2 separate regions of the Anas platyrhynchos genome follow, and region 2 is linked to region 1. Evidence: chromatin contacts called from public Hi-C data. All regions are on one chromosome and are shown on one strand. The core of a region is the stretch at or near the end of the contact, and the rest is flanking DNA. Distances in the headings are between cores, read along the strand shown. Region 1 overlaps TRIP11 (thyroid hormone receptor interactor 11). Region 2 has its middle 31 kb from the start of PPP4R3A.

What was found. A called contact is a pair of places that touch in the nucleus more often than the background predicts.
Region 2: a contact with region 1 is called in a Hi-C map of skeletal muscle, with 2.0 times the contacts expected there. The contact joins two enhancer-like sites. A contact is called at or near these places in 3 of 8 Hi-C or Micro-C datasets (F1 follicle, skeletal muscle and subcutaneous adipose tissue).

The regions. Positions count from the first base shown.
Region 1 is chr5:16,875,243-16,881,404 of IASCAAS_PekinDuck_T2T, reverse strand. TRIP11 (thyroid hormone receptor interactor 11) reads right to left here. Exons shown (of 22, transcript XM_038180265.2): 12 at 5,261-6,162; 13 at 2,579-2,719; 14 at 2,162-2,355; 15 at 473-636; 16 at 34-137. Among named protein-coding and RNA genes, the nearest start is that of TRIP11, 16 kb to the right of the region's middle. Within about 2 kb of position 4,569, at least 1 of the 8 cell types and tissues checked has an H3K27ac peak or open chromatin away from gene starts, as enhancers often do.
Region 2 is chr5:17,020,683-17,026,636 of IASCAAS_PekinDuck_T2T, reverse strand. No RefSeq gene overlaps it. Among named protein-coding and RNA genes, the nearest start is that of PPP4R3A, 31 kb to the left of the region's middle. Within about 2 kb of position 3,191, at least 4 of the 8 cell types and tissues checked have an H3K27ac peak or open chromatin away from gene starts, as enhancers often do.

The DNA of each region.
Region 1 (6,162 bases), core at 3,320-5,819:
TGTATTCAACTTTTAAATTTGTATTCAACCCACCTGCAGTGATACAACTTTTTCTTCTAAGTTCTCAGCTTTTTTTTTCCATTCTTCAGTCTGTTTTTGGTGTTTTTCTAACTCTGCTGAATACATGGCTTTTTCTTCTAATGGGTTAAAATACAAAAAGAAAAAAAAAAAGATCTCAATTCATAATAAGTATATTTATTTTGGGGGATACACAACTGCAAAACTTTAGCATTATCACGTCTGGTTTTCACAAAGTAGAGGTGGAATTCTAGTTTCATATATAGGATACTGACCATTGGTTTTCACAGGGCCAGAATTTTAATGAAGTTTTTTAAAAGACAAAAGCTTCTGAAATTTAAGCTACCAAATTGAAAACCAAGTAACTATATGCTTTTAAAAGTACCAAAATATAGTAACTATCCCATCTGAAAAACGCGTGTTGCAGTCTTTGGTACTTCTTGACAAAACTTACCCTGTTGGAATTGTTCTAGCACCATCTGCAGGTTGGCCAGTGACAACGCATACTGTTTCACTTGGTCCTGTGAGATGGTGAGCTGTAGCACAGTTTCATCTCTCTGCTTGGAAACCAAGTTTAATTGCTCTTGCAAAGATTCGACCTGCAGGCTAGCTTGATGACTTAATGAAAAAAAAATTATTTACTGAGATAATGAAGAACGTCATCACAGATAAAAATTAAAACACATCAAAAATTAATCTACCTTTAATTTTCACTTAAATTTATAAAAATGAAAACATTTTTCCCCAAATTCCTCTCAAAACCAAAGTAACAAACAAACAACAACTAAAACACTAGCAACATATTTTAAATATGCCTGGAAATAAAATTTTGGCAATCCAAAAATAAGAACAAACTTCTGTTTGAAGTGCATTAGAAAAAGACAAAAATAATCTTTTAATCCATTTTTGGAAAAGTATGTTTAACAACAACAAAAAAAACAAGAAACCACATACACACCTTGCCTGATTCATTTACTGCATGTATCAAGTTCTTCCTATCAAATATTACTTCTAAAGCAAGTCTCCCAGACCTCAATATATCCATCCTGACCACCACTGAATATTCATTAAACTTCCCATTATGCAGAATTATTATGAACTTGATTTACTCCCATTTCAGTCTTTCTTAACAGTACATATTAGGTAGGAAATGGGCTACATTTCTTGAAAGACATTTTTCAAGTTTTGGTGAAGAATTAAGAAACATTCTGCCAGTTTTTACGGAGCCTTCTCCCAGCTCTTCACCTTTCTTCACAATTTTCCACATTTTCCACAACAGTCTGCTCAGCTCAGAAATCTCTTTGCTGAGAATGTTGAGCAGAGCTCATTTTGAGCACTTCAGAAGTAGGAAAGACTCCAGCCATGTAGATATATTTGATTAAAATACTTGTTCATTTGGACAACTGCACTAAAATAAAAAAGTAATCTTGCTCAAAGTAACCAACAAGCCTACATTAGAGTCAAGACAGGCATTGAGTAATTTTAATACTTGGGTTTTCATTGTTCTAACTGAAAAATATGATTATGGTAAATAAAAAAAACACCATAATTAACTCTAGCCTCTCCAACTATGCTACCTATGAGAACATCTATGCATCTTGCTTTATATGTACGTTAAAGAAGTTTTACAGCAGTGTATACCTCTCTATGCTGTAATGTGCTATAACGTATCAATTAAGGACGGGTACTCCTTTCAAAAGCAACGCACAAAGTACCACAAGCACACCTGTGCATCCAAGTGTATAAAACACTTTCAAATGCACTTTCAAAGTGAATAAAGCCTTGACATTGAAGGCAATTAAGTTAATCTTTTATGCTCTGACATATTCAATTATTCAATTATGTTCAATTGATGGGTTGACGGATTTTTGTTGATTTTTGTTGTTTCTAGTTCTAAGCATTGTCAAAGATCTGAGATTTCTGAAGTTGCTTCGAAGATGATAAATAACTTCTTAGTTCACAACAGTTGCCAAGGAAATTTCAAATTACTTTCCTGATTTAGAGTAACAGTAATTCATATATTTTTGTTTCCTCAGTTGGCTAGCGTGCTCTAGAATGCTAATTCAATAAAATAAAGCTATCAGTATCACTCCAGAAAACTGTAAAATTCACAGTGCCACTGCTGGATAAATGAAAAGATCACCTGGCATTCTCCACTGCAGTAGATGAGGACACAAGTTTTTCTTCCAAAACTGAAACTTTTTTTCTTAGCTTGGCCTCTCTGTCTTCTGCAGCTAACACTTCCCGCGTGTAGGAGTCCTCCATTTCCAGAAGGTGATTCCGTAACCTCTCCAGTTCCTGATTTAGGCGCTGCTCTTTCTCACGCAAATGCTGTATCTGTGTAGAACACACCTTAAGTTGCTTGTACTATCAGTTTCCATAAATAATGCAAGCAAACAAAACATCATTTGAAGCATATTGCCTGCATGTTGATTTCAAATGTTTTTCACAAGTTACTGCTAACAAAAATAATGCAGAAAATATTATACAATGCAATTTCTTTTTTTTGTAATTATTATTTTTTTTATTTCTTACAGTTGTAAGTTACTTGGTGGTATACCTCACTCTGCAGGGCACTGCTCTCCATTTGCTTCTGTTTGAGTGCTACCATAACTTGGTCTCTCTCTTGTTGAAAAGTAACAGCCTTTTCTTGCATTGATTTAACTTCATTTAGCAGTTGATTCAATTCCCCCGTCTTGCCCTGTCAAAGACATAGAGGACTTCAAACACAGCAGTCTTACTGAAAGAGATGTATTCTTTGCCCAGAAGAATGGAAAGAAAATACTAATGTAACAAGGAGAAGTGCAAGACACCCATGGCCCTATAGCACAGAAAAACTCCAGAAGAGTATTTTCCCTGAGTGTGATTTCCCTCACACATTACCAAACAAACTAAAATTTATTCCTAAAAGGCACTACAGTCACAAGTATACTTCAAACTTTCAGGTTTTCTGCTATGGGTGGAATGTTTTATCTGTGGTACCTGCTTATTAGGACATGGACATATGAAGCACCTGCCTAGGCACGTCAACTGGCCTGAAGCTAAGATGACTAAACACATGAAGTAATCCTAAAAACTAAGCCATAAGGTGACTTCAGTTCTAGAGATCAGCCTTCAAAGAATCACAGCAACATCCACCACATTTTCAACTGTCATATTTCAATTAATATTATTTCTCATTGTAAGTGATTTGTTACAATTTTACATAAAGGATAAACACATGAAGAAATTTGTCTGTTACCTCCAACTCACGTACACAGCCTAAATAAATGGATGCATTTGCAGTTACTTGAAACCTTCCAGCATCCTTTTTACCATTCGTCTCATATATTATTTTGAGAGCAGGTATTTTTATTGATTATGTTGGTAAAAAGTAAACCAATCTTCTATTTCACCATTAATACTTATAAGCTTCAATTATTTATAAATGAAACTGAATACAGCTTTTTTCTTTTGAGTAGAGCTGCAAACCTGCACAGAAATTTGCTGTTTATGCTGTTATCTTCTGACACCCATACAAAATACATTTGAACACTATTTTTCATAGTTCTCCATGGTGAACACAGAGTCTGCAAAAAGAACTCTGATTTGTGAAGAAAAAAAAGTCCAGACAATTGTTCCATGCTTACGAAACTGAAAGCCCAAGATGTCAGTGAGTGAAGAGGTCTGCAGGGCAAAGACATGCAACACACAGAGAACCTAACCAGGCACTGCAGGCTTCCAGGAGCAGCAGCTACTGGAGTTAGAATAATTAAAAAATAAAAATAAAAAAAGGTAAGAAGGTGTATAGTTCTTATTGGCACAACTGATGAACATTAGTCCCAATGATAATTCAAAGCCTTTTTTTTTTTAAAATAATGTAACCGTAATTTGATACCTTAAAGATTCTATTCTTAATTCCATAGTATTTATTCAGAATAGGATGGGGAAACCACCACTAGGAACAAACAGAGCTAAACATTTATCTTACACAACTAACTTAAAAAAAAAAAAAATGCTATTTTTTTCGCATGTATCAAAGTTGGGACTTACAGATGATAAATTCCTGGATATATTACACTGCAAATTTATTTGGTAGTTTGAAAATGCTTTTAAGAGATGTGAACTTTTCTATTATATAGTGGAGATAAAATGAATGCCAGGTTATATTGTAACGGTTTGCATAAACATCACTCTCTGATAACCAGCAATGCTCAGAATTTTGGAAAATAAAAAAAGGATGTTAAATGCAGCAAGGAGAAGAAAAACATGACAGGGGAACATTTCTGAGAAAAGACTGAATAATGGAAACCGAAGCCACCAGGATGAAAAGAATGGGGACCTGAAAAGAAAAAGCACAGTGGAAGAAAGATGACATATTTGGAAGTAATTACCAGAAAAGACTGCCCACTAGGACAGATTAAGTTTTAGAGACTACAAAGCAAATAAAAAGTATTGATATCCTGGAGTTCTGTTCTTTTCCTGTAGTTTTGATAAATGTTATCTGTTGCATTGTACTTAACTCCTGTGTTTCAAAAAGGATGGTGATTCACATATTGCTTCCTTAATGCCAGCAGTAGCAGTTCTTACAACATGCTGTTGACCCGAGTATCAACAATGCCACGTAATTCTTTGGCTCCTATAAAAAAGATTCTTACTCACATTACTTACACAGTAATTCATAAGCCACTGCAACTTTTCTCTGAACACACTTCAAAAAAAAATACCTACTTTTCCATATATTAAATTGGGAAGAGAAAACATTAATTTAGTTTGTCCAATGTTTTCATCTTTCTTTCTTTTTTTTTCCACCAAAGCTTCTCCAGCTATAAAAGATGACGCTTGAACCCATTCATCTCAAAGCAATGCTGTGAAGCAACCAAATCGGAATGACACTTGAAGAAAACACATTGAGAAATGAGTCTTCGCCACCTCTGCGAGTTTGAGCAACGTACAGTAAAAACAACGTAGTACACTTAATGGACAACAGGCAAAAGCCAAAATATTGAGCAGCTGTTCAGTAAATGAGAATTTTTCAAATGAATGAAGAACATGGGTTATGAATACAAAATTAACAGATACAACTGCAAGCCACTCACCTGCTGATTTTTCATTTCTTAACTTTGTGGGGAAGGATTTTTGTTGCAATGCAAAGCAGTAAGAAGCCACAAACAGATTTAAGGCAAATACTTGATGTCTACATATACATGAAAACACGCTACCAAGTGACTAATTTCAAGATAATGAACGTGAACACACATACCTGTTCTTTTTCTTTCAACAACTTCTCAAAAGTGAGAGCTTTTTCCTTCATTGAGTGGGACTCAAACTCTTTCTCCTTCAACATCATTGAAAATTGCATATTAGTCTCCTGAAGTGCTCGGAATTCTGTTTCCTTTTCCCTACAACTTGCAACTATTTTTTCATTTTCTTCTTTCAGTTTTCGAATATCCATTTCTAAAATTAGATTTCTTTCTTTAAGGTTAGTCACCGCTTGCTTTAAAAGTTCATTTTCATTTTCTTTGTTACTAAGATTTTCACTCACAGAAAGTAACTGATCGCTTTTAGATTTAATCAGTATGTCTTTTTCTCTAAGTGATTTCTGTAAGACATCATGCTTTTCTTTGATCTGCCTCATCTCTGAATCAGTCCCCTCTTGACTCTTTCTTTCAGCCTCTGATGCTGTAGCCACAGAATCCGATAATCGTTGATTGTTTTCCTGAAGGGTCCTAATAGTTGAATCTTTTTCTTGCAACTTTTTTTTCAGCTGTTCCAATTCCTTTTGAAGGAGTTTAGTTTCATCACTGAGCACTTCAGGAGCACTGCTTTGAATGACCGGAGGCTGCGAAATGATGGAAGCCATTGCTACAGATGGTGTTACCAAATCAAGTTTACCCAGGAGAAGATCCTTGGTGTTATGAAGCTGTCCTATGGTGTGTTGAACTTGCGCTAGTTCCTGACTAAAACTTTTCAGCTTTTTCTCATTCTGTTCGTAACTCTGAATCAAGCCATTATAATCTACCTGCAATTTTGAATTACTATCGCTTTCAACTGAAATCTGTGCTTGAAGTTTGTGTAGCTCTTCTTGTAGGTGAGCTGACTCATGTTGCATGTTCTGAACCGTGGTTATTACCTGTTGCTTCCACTCTTCCATCTTCTTTACTT
Region 2 (5,954 bases), core at 1,942-4,441, 150 kb before region 1:
GTCTTGCTACTGCTAGGTGCTTTCTTTGCATTCTTGAGGCCTGAGCTCTTCAGCCTCAAAGAGGTACGGCTTAAGAACAACGTATGCTTCTTCCCCTATCCTAATCTAAAGGACCTACTGCTGAGTGAAGAAAAAAGGGTTCATACTGGTTGGCATCTGTGGTAAAGCAATGAGCTCTCATCTTGTGGTAGGTTTTTAAGAAATGCACATTTGTTCTCTGTGAAATGGATAACAGCCAGCAAGTATATTTATATAATCAGATACAAACATGTAATTGGTAAGTCTCACCATTCTGTGTTTGTTTGGGACTGATGGTCTAACAGTGAAAGACTGATCACTCACCATCAAACCCATCAACAATTCAGCCCCCTACCCTTTTTGCTAAACATGGAAGACATCTGTAATATTTAAGACATCTGTGTTTAAAGAAGGCTTTGGCTTTCTCTCAACATAGTTTTTCATCATACTTGACCCCGCAGTAAATCTGTAGCAGCAAATCTCATTTTGCAAGCATAGAACACAGGATCACTGTAGACTCAGCCAAGCAAAGGTTAAGGAGATACATTTCTGTTCAAATACACTTAGCTCTAGAATTAGCAGAGGCAACACAGAAAGTGCTTGGCTGAGTGCATAGACTTAAAATGATATTTTTTTCCCAAAGTTCATTCTAGTGCTAATATGCCTCTCAACAAATGCTGGAATGTCAGTCGTTAGATGGGGGAGAGAAAACTTTCAGGATGTCCCAGACGAACTACATTGGGACAGTTATGTTAAAACGGCAGAATTTTTTTGCAGTGAGGTCCTTGAAATTTATGAACCCTTAAATTGTTTGTTAGGAACAGCAGGAAATGATGGACTATTTTTATCTTTTATCTTAGATTGGAAGGTCTCTGGGAGAGGTACTGTCTTTTTTGTGTGTCTGGCTGAAAGTTGGCAGAACAGGGGCCTATCCCTGACTGCCCCTCATCTGTGACTGCTGGGTCAGTCAGAGGAGAATTTGCCATTGGATTCAAAGGGCAATGAATCAGATCTCTCTGTAATATATATATAAATGATAATACACAGGGAGTAATAATTGAAGAGAGGGTCTCTTAGGTTCTAAATGCTGATTGCAAGGATAAAAATGATTAGAAGTGTTTCTCTTGTCAATTTATATCCTAGAAGGATGGAGAGAAAGGTCAACCAGTCAACCCACAAACCAGCTCTGCTCGTGTGTGTGAGTTGGAAGCTGCACAAGGGTGCTATTTCTCCTTTTCAAATAACATGAAAACTCTTTTTTATTTTTTTTTTAATTAATTATTTTTTTTCCAACAAGGAAATGGCACAACCAAGCCCTATTTTTAAACTGAACTGTTCTTGGACAGTACAAATGAAAAGTAATGCTATTCTGACTGTACATTTTGTAACCTTAAAAGGAGAGAGCTCTTTTTCAGGGAAGATCAGGATTTCTGCCAAATATTATCAGCAATGGGGTGGAAGGCAAAACATTGTTTTCACAACTTTCTTGACCATTAGTGGTAAATCTGATCTAGCCTAATACAGTCTCTCTGTGTATCCCTTTTAGGAGGTATGTAGGGCTGGTAAAGAGAAATATTTGTCAATCTCTGTCCATTTTGACATGGGTTGGAGCTGTGGTGAAACCTCTGTATTTCCAGACCACCAGACAAATGCATCAGGTGGTTTCTTACTTCAGTATGGTCCTTTGCAAAGATTCTAGTGTGCTAGTTTTACTTAGCAGGGCAGATGAGCTCCACCACAACCACTCTCTCACTCCCCCTCCTCAAGGGAGAGGTGGAGAAAATACAATGCAAAGGGCTCAAGGGTTTAGAAAAGGACAGGGAGATCACTCAACAGTTATCATCATGAGCAAAACAGACTCAGCACAGGGAGATTAATGTAATTTATTACCTATTACTAACAAGCTAGAGTAGTGAGAAACTAAAAGCAATTACAAACACCTTCGATGCATTCACCCTCTTCTATGTCCTACCCCTGAGTGGCACAGGGGAACGGGGAGTGGAGGTTGTGGTCAGTCCCTAACACTTCATCTCTGCCGCTCCTTCACAGTCACTCTCTGTCCCTGCTCCATGTGGGGTCCCTCCCCTGGGATGCCATTCCACAGCAGCAAACTGCTCCAGCACAGATTCCCCATGGGCAGCAGCTCCCCCCAGACTCCCTGCTCCTGCATGGGCTCCTCTCTATGGGCTGCAGCTCCAGCCCGGGGCCTGCTCCTGTGGGGCCTTTCCATGGGCCATAGCCTCCCCCGGGCTACATCCACCTGCTCCACCAGGGGCTCCTCCACGGGCTGCAGTGTGGAGATCTGCTCCATGTGGGACCCATGGGCTGCAGGGGGACAGCCTGCTCCACCGGGGAGCTCTCCACAGGCCTCAGGGAAACTCATAACCCAAGCTATCAGCATGATGGTGGGTTAAGCAGTCCTGATGCACTGTGCTTTTTGGTGGTGATACCTGGTCCTCTCACCTCACAACCATGTTAGCATGGGGACATCTCCCCAGCTGTACTGGCTGCACAGAGCACCACAGATTGCAGCATGGCTCTTGCCCACTTTTCAAATGATCCATTTACCAGAAAAAAACTCATTATTCCATTACTCCCCCGCCAAAAAAAAAAAAAAAAAAAAAAAAAAAGGAACAGCTGTAGCACTTGTGAAGAGCCTGGGAAAGGGCTTGAGGGGAGGGTGTGTTGGTGTGCGAGCATGGACCCAGGCACATGGACGGAGCCAGAGCTGAGGAACGGGGCTGTTTGGTGCACTTCAGACTGACTAAAATTGCGATGAGGGGGCAAACTCTCCCTTCCAATCTCCCTATTTAGCACAGGGCTGCCATATGGTTTTCTGACTGTTTTCCACAGTAGCCACTGTGTGGCAGAAGAGATCAAGACTATGATTTTCTGCAGAGGACAAGCGATGGAAGCATGCAGCTTTTAGCTGCCTGCATGGGGCAGGCGCCATATTGTGTGGGAGGGCGGTGTGGAGGGGGCCCATGCACCACAGCAGAAATAACAACCACTACCCGAACAGATGTGCCGTTCGCTGACAGTTCATTGTTTTTAAGGGTGCGAAAGAGTCCAGGTCAGGGCAGTTCACTCCGTTAAATTGGCAGAGCCAATGGTTGCCATTGTTTTAACACCGAGGACAGCCTGCCCTGAACCTCATCTGCCTCCCAGGCCAGTGTGGCAGAGTGGGTGAGGTGGCGGCCAGGACATGGCTGTTGGACCTGGCAGAGCTGCCTTGGAGCAGAAGGAGCTGTGTGGACGTGAATGTGCCGACCGGCTGGGCACCACAGTCAAAACTGAAGTTAAAAATAATCCCCTCAACAGAAGACAATAAATAGAACTCCAGGGAGTTCCTGTTAGCACAACGAGGAAAATTGAATGGCTTTTCCTCTCTTGAAATCCTATGTTCCTCAAGAGAAAAAGAAAATGTGTTGATCCATATTCACAGCAGAGGAGGGAGCCTCATATTTTAACCAGACGCTAGATTTTCTCAAAAACATACTTTCAGAATTCAAAAATCATTGGCAAAGTCAGATTCAATTTGATAATAAAATTTTCTTGACATGAAAGTAATATGAAAGGGTCAGTGTATGTTGTTGCTGTAACGTTTAGTTGCGATGTCTGGGCAAGGGTTTAGGTTAAAAAATTACGTTTTCATTTTAAATTTGATTTTCCAGTTGATGCATAACAAGAAATCAAAATAAACCCTTTTGTTTTGGGTTGAATAAAATGTTTTCATTTCTACCCAAACCAAAATTGTTTTCCATTTGTTTAGTTTGGCCACTGAACTGAAAGACTAGCATGTCATTATCCACACTTAATGGCAAAAAAGACATCTTAAGGACAGGCAGGGTTTTAATTAGTTCCACTTCAGCATTTAAGATCAATGCTCAAATGGAATTCCTGACCAGGAGTTAAAATAATGAATGCAGGTTTGTTTGTTTGCTTTTTTTGTTTTGTTTTAATGTTAGTTTTGCATTAGATACTAGATATTAGAAGTGAATCAGGACTTTCTCAACATAACCATCACGTCTATGTAGAGAAAAGATGGTGCCTGCTTAGTGTGCTTGTAAACAACAGAAATAAACAGAGTTGGGTAATACAAAGTAAAAAACAGTTATGATTGTCTATGATAATAAGCTACAGTCTCGGCACATTTACTTCAGTGTTGACAAACTAAAAGAAAAAGACAAAACAAAACAACACATATCTACCTCTCAACTAAAGCCAGTGTGTCAGAACACACTTCAAGTGACATCAGACTGTATTTAGAGAACAGTGTTGAAGATAACTATGGGAACAACTGATGTTGAAATCCAAGACTATGAAGACAGCAAAAGCACAAAACACACATATGGATCTGCAAAACTTTTAAGAAATGTTCCAAATTTTAAGCAAATGTTTTTGATGGAAACCCATGAAAATAAAATAAATTAAAAAAAAAAAAAAGGCAAATTTAACTATTCACTTCATATTTGCTCACTCTAGGAATGTTTAGGAATTCTGTAATGGATTTGTACCTCATACACTGTTCAAAAGATCTCTATCTTACCAACTTGTGCTATATTTCAGTGGCCAAAATGTTTCTCTTCTGTTTCTCATGGCATGGTCTTACAGAACTGTGCTATTAGTCTTGAAAGGCAACATGCATACAATTTGGCTTTTATAAACATGTAGAATGTATTTCCAGCATGTGAATATGGGCATTAGTTTCAATAGGGCTAATTAACTTGCTAAAAAAATTTGATGGGGCTAGACTGTTAAGATGACTACTGGCACAAAGGCTATAAGCCCCTCACTTTTACAAGCGAAACACTTGCAGTGGTTACAGGTTAAGCACGTTAAACAGGTGGCAACTGAACAGGGAAGAACAGCTATGAGAAAGCTTAAATGTTGGTCAACTAGAGACACTATTGCTGCAAGAAATGACTATGACAAGACTGATCCTACTTCCTTGGATGTCTGATCCTCTGGCTAAACTTCAAGAGAGAAGTTTGGGTATACATCTAATGAGGAACCAGAATCCAGCTGTCAGTGGCCAAAGGAGTCATAAACTGCCAAGTGGAACAAATGAAACATCCTACTGTAAGAAAAAAAAATGAAGCTATTCAAATTTACTCAGTTCACAAAGACCTATTCATTCATGTGTTCTTTTTACAAGGTCCTATTAAATTGCTAGTCCTTTTGAGACTGGTTTTCATTGTGCATTGCAAAGTGAAAAGCAGAGAGGAACTTAATAAAGTCACTGCTCCGTACCAAGCTTCTGCTCATTTATTCAGCTATATACCAGTTTTGATGCCCAATTTGACACAGAAACTACGAACTACTGCATAGTCGACTGGAAAAAAAAATCAGAAAGAAAAAGAAGGGAAAAGAGAAATACTATCACATGATTGCAAGGCAAATCATGGAAACACAAACCAATTGTGTCAGCTTCCTAAGTCTTTAGCCAGCCGAAAATAATAACACTAGGAGGGTGCACTTGACCTCTGCATCTCAGTGGGTTGTTTACCTTTTTCCCTGCAGGTTTCGAAGTCAGTACTCATTGCTGATTTCCACTGTTGGTCATTCCAAGAGATGTGTATTTCAGGAGTTTGTATCCCAGGCCAACCTGCTTCCTCTGATGAGGAATTTGCTACTCATGTTGCCCTTCAAAAGGCAGTCAAAGCCTAATTGCCTACAGATTTTAGTTTGTTGATGATTAGGTTGTTTCCTGGATCATATCTTTTCAGTAGCACCAGACTTGGATTTGAACTGTTGCTTTGAGTTAGCACATTGAGCAGGGGCTGCAGGATCAGCTCTGCATACTGAACAGTTTTTTCCTGCTGACTTATATAAACATGTTACACAGTAGACATGTTTCAGCCCATTTCCAGACTAGGCCTTCCCACAGTCTTCTTATAGGAATGTCTTCTCACTGTAGTATAATACAGGTTGTA